3 separate regions of the Zea mays genome follow, and regions 1 and 3 are each linked to region 2. A link is a contact called in public Hi-C data. All regions are on one chromosome and are shown on one strand. The core of a region is the stretch at or near the end of the contact, and the rest is flanking DNA. Distances in the headings are between cores, read along the strand shown. Region 1 has its middle 110 kb from the start of LOC111589286. Region 2 holds the start of LOC100283610 (shaggy-related protein kinase eta). Region 3 holds the start of LOC107546759.

Evidence for each region. A called contact is a pair of places that touch in the nucleus more often than the background predicts.
Region 1: a Hi-C map of tassel shows a contact between it and region 2, with 1.9 times the contacts expected there. The contact joins the enhancer-like site here to the promoter of LOC100283610 in region 2. A contact is called at or near these places in 2 of 25 Hi-C or Micro-C datasets (endosperm and tassel).
Region 3: a contact with region 2 is called in a Hi-C map of ear, with 5 times the contacts expected there. The contact joins the promoter of LOC107546759 here to the promoter of LOC100283610 in region 2. A contact is called at or near these places in 5 of 25 Hi-C or Micro-C datasets (ear, endosperm, leaf and 2 more).

The regions. Positions count from the first base shown.
Region 1 is chr5:148,967,686-148,970,602 of Zm-B73-REFERENCE-NAM-5.0, reverse strand. No RefSeq gene overlaps it. Among protein-coding and RNA genes, the nearest start is that of LOC111589286, 110 kb to the left of the region's middle. Within about 2 kb of position 1,417, at least 18 of the 20 cell types and tissues checked have an H3K27ac peak or open chromatin away from gene starts, as enhancers often do. A contact at or near this core is called in tassel, where this site is marked.
Region 2 is chr5:148,665,551-148,668,536 of Zm-B73-REFERENCE-NAM-5.0, reverse strand. It overlaps LOC100283610 (shaggy-related protein kinase eta), which reads right to left and starts at 1,308. Exons shown (of 12, transcript NM_001156511.2): 1 at 995-1,308; 2 at 196-285; 3 at 38-97. The coding sequence starts at 1,099.
Region 3 is chr5:148,319,580-148,322,618 of Zm-B73-REFERENCE-NAM-5.0, reverse strand. It overlaps LOC107546759, which reads left to right and starts at 1,648. Exons shown (of 3, transcript NM_001322792.2): 1 at 1,648-1,884; 2 at 1,993-2,184; 3 at 2,713-3,039. The coding sequence starts at 1,675.

The sequences.
Region 1 (2,917 bases), core at 168-2,667, 300 kb before region 2:
AATAAAGAAAGAAAATATTTTAGACAAGTATTTAAGTTGTATATTTAGACTAAAAGTGAAACTCACAACAAATTCTAAAATTTAAATTATGAAAGCAAGTGGTTTGGAGAAAAGAAGGAAAATGTTATACAAAATAAATTAGTAAATAAATATAATCTGTCCATACTAGTATGTTTATTTGTATTTTTTTAATTTGAGTACAAGTTCACCACAACATTTGAATTCAAATTGAAGTTTAAAAGAGGAAAAAGAAATCAGAAAATAAAAAGAAAGGGAGGAAGAATGCACTTGGGCCACTTCTGCTTCTATTCGGCCCGATCCTGGTTTCCCCACTGCGCAGCCCACCTATCCAACTTCCCCTACCGTGCGTGCTCGGTCACTGTCCGCGGGGCCGGGTAGTCAGCCTGTTTACGCCAACTGATGCATGGGGTCCCGTGGTTCAGTCGCTTGGCCGTGTAAACGTCACTGGTCTGCCTTCGCCGATAGATTGGGCCTCCCTCTGGTCACCGCATGCATGCTATCAGGCTCTGGCATGTGGGACTGCCTTGCTAGTCTTCTCCCACTGAGATCACTGCGTACCGCAAATTCCGAGCTCGTCGGTGCGCCGTTTCTCTCGGATCCGCCTCTGCTTCCTCCGAGAGTCTGTTGCAACGGCGCGCGCCACCCGCCGCGGATTCCTCGGCTCGAATTCGCCCTCCTCTGTATTTAGCTGTGCAGACCGACCCCCCTTGCTGGAGTGTCCTCCGTCGTGTGCCATGGCCGCCGTGAGGGAGAGAGGTTTGCGGGGTGATCTGTCGCCGTCGGTCACAACATCGTCCACGCCGGGGTCGACGACTGGGAGGATTCACCCTCTATCGCGGATACCTCGGGGAGCAGAGACCCTCGCCGGAGAGAGAGAATTAAGAGGAGAGGGAGAGTGGATCCGCCCCCATGTCCGGCTTCGCCAAGAACGCGCGCGGGCGGACAGCAGAACGTCATGGGCGAGTTCAAGTCCGATGTCGTCCCCATCTGCGTCTCCTCGCCAACGTGTTCGCCGTCTTCGACCACTGGTGCCGCCCCAATTGCTCACAAGCGTCATGATCTCCACAGCAACACCGTCGCTCGCGTGACCAGGAATCTCCATGCTTCGATCTTCAGTAAGAAGTCGCGCCGATTGTTCGCTATGCCCTTAGGATGGTTTAGCGCCGGGCCGTGTGGTCGATCGGGCACCAAAATCTAAGAGTGGTTTGCGCTGGCGTGGCTCCGCCGTGGGGGGAGCTCTGGCGCCGCCATGGCTCGGCCCTAGGGAGGAAGGCGCCCTCTAGGCCGTCCATTCCGGATTGGGTGGCGGTGATTAGATCTAGGGTTGGTGCACCCCTGGCCGTGCGATCAACTATGGACGGCTAGGATTGGATGAGTCGCTGACCTGTTAGAGTATGAAATCTTGGTTGCCGGATTGTGATCGGAGGGTAGGCATAGCGTACCAGTTCACTTAAGCTTGGATCTGATCTGGACCATGGATTTCTAACCGGACGATCGTAAAACCCCGATACTCCTTCGGCCACGTGTTTTCACAAAAGAGCCCCTGTGCTTCATAAGATTTAACCCGCCGTACACGCTTTGGCACTGTGTCTGGTGTTTCTTGCGTAGAGACCCCCAGGTTTCTCTGTTTTTATGCGCGCAGACCAGAGGTAGTGAAATTCATTTTAGAAATGATTTTTAATGTAAAAATAATTACTACAACTTGTATATTCCCTAGAAAATTCATATTGAGTTCAAATTGATCCATTCCAGTTCCTATAATTTTATAATATTATTGTTTAACAACTAGTGCCACTGATTTGTCATGAAATCTACTTTAAAATTTATATCCTAATTAATCCTAATCAAATACATAAAACCTTAGGAAATTCATAACTTCCTCGTTTTAAATCCGAATTGACCCGTTCCAGTTGCGTTAGTCTCGTGTGAATATTTACTATGCAATAACAACATTTATTATACCATGTTTCATTATTTTATAATTAGATTTTTATTTAACTTATGTTGGTTAGTCTTGTTAATCTGCTTATCAATGTAATAGAAAATGATCTATGATCAATTTATAACTTAGATTTAAGTTGAGATAATTATTTATAGAATAACCTCTTATATGATTTATATTAACCAATTTATAATATAGTTTAACATTTTAATCACATAAATTATCTATAAAATCATAACTCCTTAATTGTAACTTCGATTTTAGTGGTTCTCGTTCCCACGATCTCGTAGCAACATATAGATTATTATTATTCAGTTTATACTTATGTTTGGTGTAATGTTAATTTTGTCTATACACTATTTGTTTGTATTGCTACGACTAGCGCGAGGTTTCGAGGATCCGAAGAATCACCCTGGTAACTGGAATCTCATGTGCCAGGCATGTTGTGCCCTTGATCCACTTTTGTTACCCAATAATGTTCTTTATTATCACTTATTCATGCATAGGTTTAAATTTTGATGGGACCCAATAGGTTATCCTAGTCTGTTTATCCTGTTTACCTTGTTTACCCCCGATTCACTTGGGTAGTTATGCTATTGCATTATGTGGTTTCAGGTTAATATTTCCCTATATCCATGTTCCTATTATTCTGTTATGTTATTTATGTTCATGATAAGATCATTATGTTAATGGAAACATGGAGCGACCACCCGGGAAAACAGTGCTACCACAAGGGTTTAATGGGACGCCCTTGGCTGATTAACTAGGAAAGCTAGTGGATGACTACCTTACCCGAAAGGGGCAAGGGCAGTAGGGGAGTGGTCAGTGTAGGGAGGTCCTTGGGTTGATTTTGCTGCGATGGCGGTCAGGCGAGGGATTCCTGCACTGGAGCTTCCTATAAACTGCAGCGGGATTTCTGAATCTAGTGGAACTTTGTAAAGGCCTCGTAGTGTT
Region 2 (2,986 bases), core at 59-2,558:
CTTAGGAAGGTTTATAGCAAAGCAACCATCACTGTACCTGGAAGACGATTCCGAATGATCCAGTTCCCACAACTCTCTCTGCCATGTAGCTGATAGTCTAAGAAGGAGAAAAGCACATGACCCAAGTTAGGAAAGATATAGCTGTATGCCTAACATTTGATAATGTCCTATAACTTTTGGTCCCCTAAAAATTACCTTTTTAGGCTCTCCATTCTTCCCTCCAATGGTTGTTGAGATTATATGACCCGTGACTGGATCATTCCCTTCAATCATAGAACCAGCATGCTGTTACAGAGTAAAATCCATAAGAAAAGGTGGTAGCACATAGCCGAAACATGGTATCCATGTTTAAAATGCTGAGGACTGGGGCACAAGATAGTAGAATTGGGGAGTAAAGCCACCAAAGTACCGAACTATTGCTAATTTACATAAACTAAGCTTGCTAGAAATGGAAACTCAACAATTCAGAAAATCCTTATCCTCAAACAAAACCGAAATCGCCACAAGACAAAACATACATCGCAAACCTGCTAGCCACACCATGGCTTGAACAGGAGAGCGAGATTAACTGCCATAAAAATCTAAAAAAGAATTACCTAGTTTAATTCCCCATTTGGAACACAGTTGTGATCACGTAGTACACCAGTATGCAAAGGCGACCCAAGCCGGCATGCTAAAGCCAACCGGTATGGAGGAAGCATGGGGCGGCTACAAGCTTGCATAGCGCGCACGCAAGGACCAGGAAGGCAGTGCATCTCCTCCCCGCTAAGCAACGTTCCTTCTTCTCCCACGAGAAAATCGCGCAGCAGGGGCACGTAGCTAGACCTAGCCTCGCCTCGCGCGCCGCAGATCTACGGAAGGTCAAACGAGGGAACCAGTGAACCACCAAGCACGACGCCGGGGCCGGAGCGGAGAGATCCGGTAGGCCTGCGCGACCGCTCCGGGACGCCGGAGCCACACGCCAGCGGCGGAAAAGGGGGAGAAACCCGCTCACCTTGGCGTCCGCGGGGCCGTGTGCGGCCGCAGCGGGGAGCGGCTGGTCCACCTGCATCTGGTCCGCGGCGCCGGCGGCGTGGGCCCCACCCGGCATGGCTGCCATGTGGTGGGTGGGGCTGCTGGCGGAGACGACGCGGAAATGAACCTCCTCTTCTCGTAGTGTCCTGTTCTCTCTTGGCGCCTCGGTCTCTCCTCGGTGAGGAGGGAGGTTGGTGAGGCGGCTGGGCTAGGAAGGCAGCGCCATGGAACCCGCCCCGAACCTCCTTTTTCGCCTTGTTTTTCCTTCCTGTCCTCCGCCAGACCGCCACCCACTACGCTGCTACGAGAATGAGGAATTTTGTAGGCAAGGACAGGAGAATTTCGAGAATACCGTACCGGTGTCGTTAGCGCTGCAAGAGTTTTACACATGGGTCCCTATATGTCTGTATCTGTAATTTGAGGAGTATGGTATGGAAGAATGAGATTTGGCAGTGGAGGAGGCCGGATGTGGACATGGTCAATGTGTCAGTCCGGCTGGCACTTGAATCTCCCCTTGCAAAACGGCTTTCCACCGGAGATGGAAATGGGTTAGATCATCTCCATACTCGTACCATATTTAAATTACAATTTATAAATATTGCAATATATAGCGTAAAACGATGAAAATGGTAATCATAACCATATTCAAACTACACTCTACAAGCATTACAATGTACTGTGAAAAACAGTGGAAAACGGTATTTTTGTGACCATATGGGTGCAATATACAGCACTTCACTCATATGTTCACCAAAAACACTGTTTTGCACTATATATATATATATATATATATATATATATATATATATATATATATATATATATATATATATATGGGTACGGTAAGCTGTTGGAGATGGTTGGGTAAAATTATACTCATCAAAAAATACCTATATTCGCATAATTAAAAAAAATTTGTCGAGTAACTAACACCCGATTAGCTAAACACATATTAAATAGCATATATCTAATTAATATTGACGTATTTAAAATTATAAATTAAATAAAAGAAGAAAAATAGTTAATAATGAGGAAACATACAAATTGATCATATTTTTAGCTAATATATATTTATATATATTTAATTGAGTAGATTATATATCGGTGAGGTGCATTATATGGGTACGCGAGTATGGGTGATACATACACATATTCGTACCCGTCTACCTGATGAGTAAAATATTGTATCTATTAACGTACTCACGAGTAATGAATTTATCCTATACCCACTCCTATATCCGGTAAAACCTGCATGGTATACAAGTTCGAGGTATCCACTTACCACTCTCGCTCACTTCGACCGGTGGGACCCACTACGTCACATAATATGCTCTCGCTCACTTCGGCAGGTGGGACCCACTACGTCACAGAATATAAAATGGCACGCCGTTCCAGCTTGCGTGATCAATATACTCGATATTAGGGTGCTTGGTTAGTTTACTCCTCTTCATATGGAATGTTTGAATATCAATTATAATTATTAAATATATCATTATTGTTCAGCACCATACTTAGTATATAGGCACGTCCGGACGGTCCGGCCATGTGGTCCAGACAATTTGTGCCCCGGACGGTCCGCAGGTTAGCCTAGACTGTCCTCGTTTAGATCAGATCAGGTGAGATAATCCCTTTTTCCATACGTGCTTATCAACTAACACTATCGGAATCGCGTTCTTTGCCGAGTGTCTAAGACACTCGGCAAAGGCTATTTTACACTCGGCAAAGAACACTCGGCAAAGATTTCATCGGCAAAGGGTTCTTTGCCGAGTGTTTTTTTTCGGACACTCGGCAAAGACTTTGTCGAGTGTCAAAAAGCACTCGGCAAATTAAGAATCGAAAAAATTAAAAAAAACAGCAAAACATTTTTTAAATTATAGGAACAACTCTCCAACCCTACCCTATTACCTTACCGTTGCCCTATCATTTTTTACTATTATTTTGAATCAAACTTATATGTTTTGTAAATGGTGAG
Region 3 (3,039 bases), core at 399-2,898, 350 kb after region 2:
TGCCAAGTCAGCGTGAACAGTACGGGAGCACTGTTCATCTATTTATAGGCACGGGACACAGCCCATGTAAAATTACACCCATGCCCTTTACATTTGCTAATAACTCTATAGCAATCCATCGAGGTCTAAATAGCCTTTTCATCTTTAAGTCAGTTTCCTTTTCTGCTATCATGCCGAAGCTCCCCTGCACATAGCTTCGGCTCTGCGTCATCCTTCGTATTCCTTGTACTTCTTCACACTATGGTTTTGATCCAAGTCCGAAGGATCTAAGTCCGAAGGTATCTATTCATGTATTATACTCCAGAAACATTGTTAAATCATGTTTTTGAGGACCTTCGGAAGCCGAAGGCCCCCAACAGTTTGTTTAAGTAAAACTTTAGATTTCGCCAATTCAACCCCCCTCTAGGCGCCTTTCAAGGCTATTCCCAGTGCGTGGTGTCAATGCTCATTTAATATACGCTATGTAGGATAGAAATATGATGTGGCATGTGAGTAAAGAGGGAAGAGAATAAAAGTGATATCGTGAGGGAGATACTACTTAGACACGAGAACATAGGCATTGAAACCTGAACCATCTAAGTGGCCCACAATTCATACTCCTATAGTCTTATACATATCTAGCATTTAATTGTATTGTTACATATCTAGTATTTAATTGTATTGTGGGGACTATAAAGAAACACATGATACTACATATAGGGACAATTATATCTTCTATAGTAAATATGAAATGATAAGTTTGGATATTGTGACATGAAACAATGGTTTGGTAATAGCCGCGAAGGTTATTTCAGAAAACATTGATCTCACATTACGGTTTCTTAAAGATTTTGCGTCAAGAATATACCTAGAAATTAAAGTATTATTGTTTTATCAGAGATAACTGTAATAGTTATTTTATTTGTTTGGCTGTAATGTCGTTATCTTTTATAAACTAAACATATGCTATAAGTTTTTTTTTCGTACTTTATTCTTCCATCGTTATATTAAACATTAGTTCAATATGCCTTATTACCACGAACTACCATCTGCCTTTAAAATCAAAATTACAGAGAGATGATCTTTAAGAATGTATTTGGTTTGAGATTAAAGTGGAATGATGATGTGTGGACGACACCGTCTCCTCGATTTTTTAGCATCACGCCGCCACTAAAAATTAATCCAATGTTTAACTCGTTCCCACGTGACTCTCGTTCAAACAATACAGAAACTGTGACTGCCCCTTCTATTGTACATCCAATCAAACACATCTTAAAATTAGCCTCGATATACCACGTCGGTAGGACGATAGGAGTACCATGCCTTAGAGTTTCGGTACCAAACAGCACCGTAGTAACACGGCGGATGTACGCGCGCCGCACATGCACATTGTACCACTGGCCTGGCTATGGCTTCCAGCCGATCTAAAGGCAAGACGGATAGAGACAGACATGTATTGCAGTTGAAGTGTTTTAAGTAACCGGGCAATTTGATCCTGCAGGGTAGGGCGCGCGCCATGCGCTCACGGACTGGAAACTCTGCCGGCCCTGTGGCGTGTCGGCCCACGCATGTACAGATGTACTACGTAACCACCGCGCGCGATGGGGCACAGGGCACTATATAACTCAGAAGCGCAGTGTGTGCTGGGACACCATCGACGACAGCACAGCTAACCCAATCCCAAATCAATCTTCCATGGCGCCGGCGACCTTGCTACTGGCGAGACTGGCCGTGGCGTGCGCGCTGGCGCTCGGCGCCATGGCGCAGCTGTCGCCGACGTTCTACGACGCGAGCTGCCCCAGCCTGCAGGCCATCGTGCGGGCCGGGATGGCCGCCGCCGTGCAGCAGGAGCCGCGGATGGGGGCCTCCATCCTCCGCCTCTTCTTCCACGACTGCTTCGTCCAGGTAAGCATGCATGTCGTGGCGCCTTGGGCTTGCTGCTGGTCGTCAGTATGCGTCGCGCCGCGCCATCCATCCAACACTCCATTATTATTATTATTATTGCCCATGCAGGGGTGCGACGCGTCCGTGCTCCTCGACGACTCGCCGACGCTGACGGGGGAGAAGAACGCGGGGCCCAACGCCAACTCCCTGCGCGGCTTCGAGGTCATCGACTCCATCAAGTCCCAGGTGGAGGCCGCCTGCCCCGGCACCGTCTCCTGCGCCGACATCCTCGCCCTCGCCGCGCGCGACGGCGTCAACCTGGTCAGTGAGCCATGCATCCTTATCCTTTGTTTGCCTGGTATCGATCATCGCACGGTCGCCCCGACCACTGCTGGCTGGCTGGCGCTACCAGTACAGAGTACTACACCACCTGCCGACACCCCGTGCTGATTGCTGCCACGATGCATGCATGTCCATCCATCAGTCATCAGTAAAAAAAAGAAAGGAAGAAAAAAAAAGCATAGCCATACCCATGCATTGCATGCAACTCGGCTGGATCGGTCCCGTCAAACAAGCTGGTCAGCAACGTGCGGGCCAGCAAGCCTTCACCAACCGTTCTGTCGTCAAACGCTCGCTCGCTCAGCAGTCGTGCATGTGGCTACTGTACGTCGGTAGCTGTTCCGTTTGTCAGTCACCACATATACTCACAGTCACAGTAACAAGTAACACTCGAGATCGACGACAAAGCAGTTGTTTACATTTGGATTTGGTTGCAGTGTAACGTAGGACAGTAGCATTTCACTGACACGATGTATGACAAACACTGCACTGCAATATTAATTAATGCAGCTGAGCGGTCCGACGTGGGCGGTGCAGCTGGGTCGCCGGGACACGCGCACGGCGAGCCAGTCGGCGGCGAACAGCAACCTGCCGTCGCCGTCGTCGAGCGCGGCGGCGCTGGTGTCGGCGTTCGCGTCCAAGGGGCTGGACTCGCGGGACCTGGTGGCGCTGTCGGGCGCGCACACGATCGGCGCGGCGCGGTGCGCCACCTTCCGTTCCCGCGTGTACAACGACACCAACATCAGCGCCGGGTTCGCGGCGAAGCGGAGGCAGATCTGCCAGGCGCAGGCCGGGGCCAGCGACGGCAACCTGGCGCCGCTGGACGCCATGAGCTCC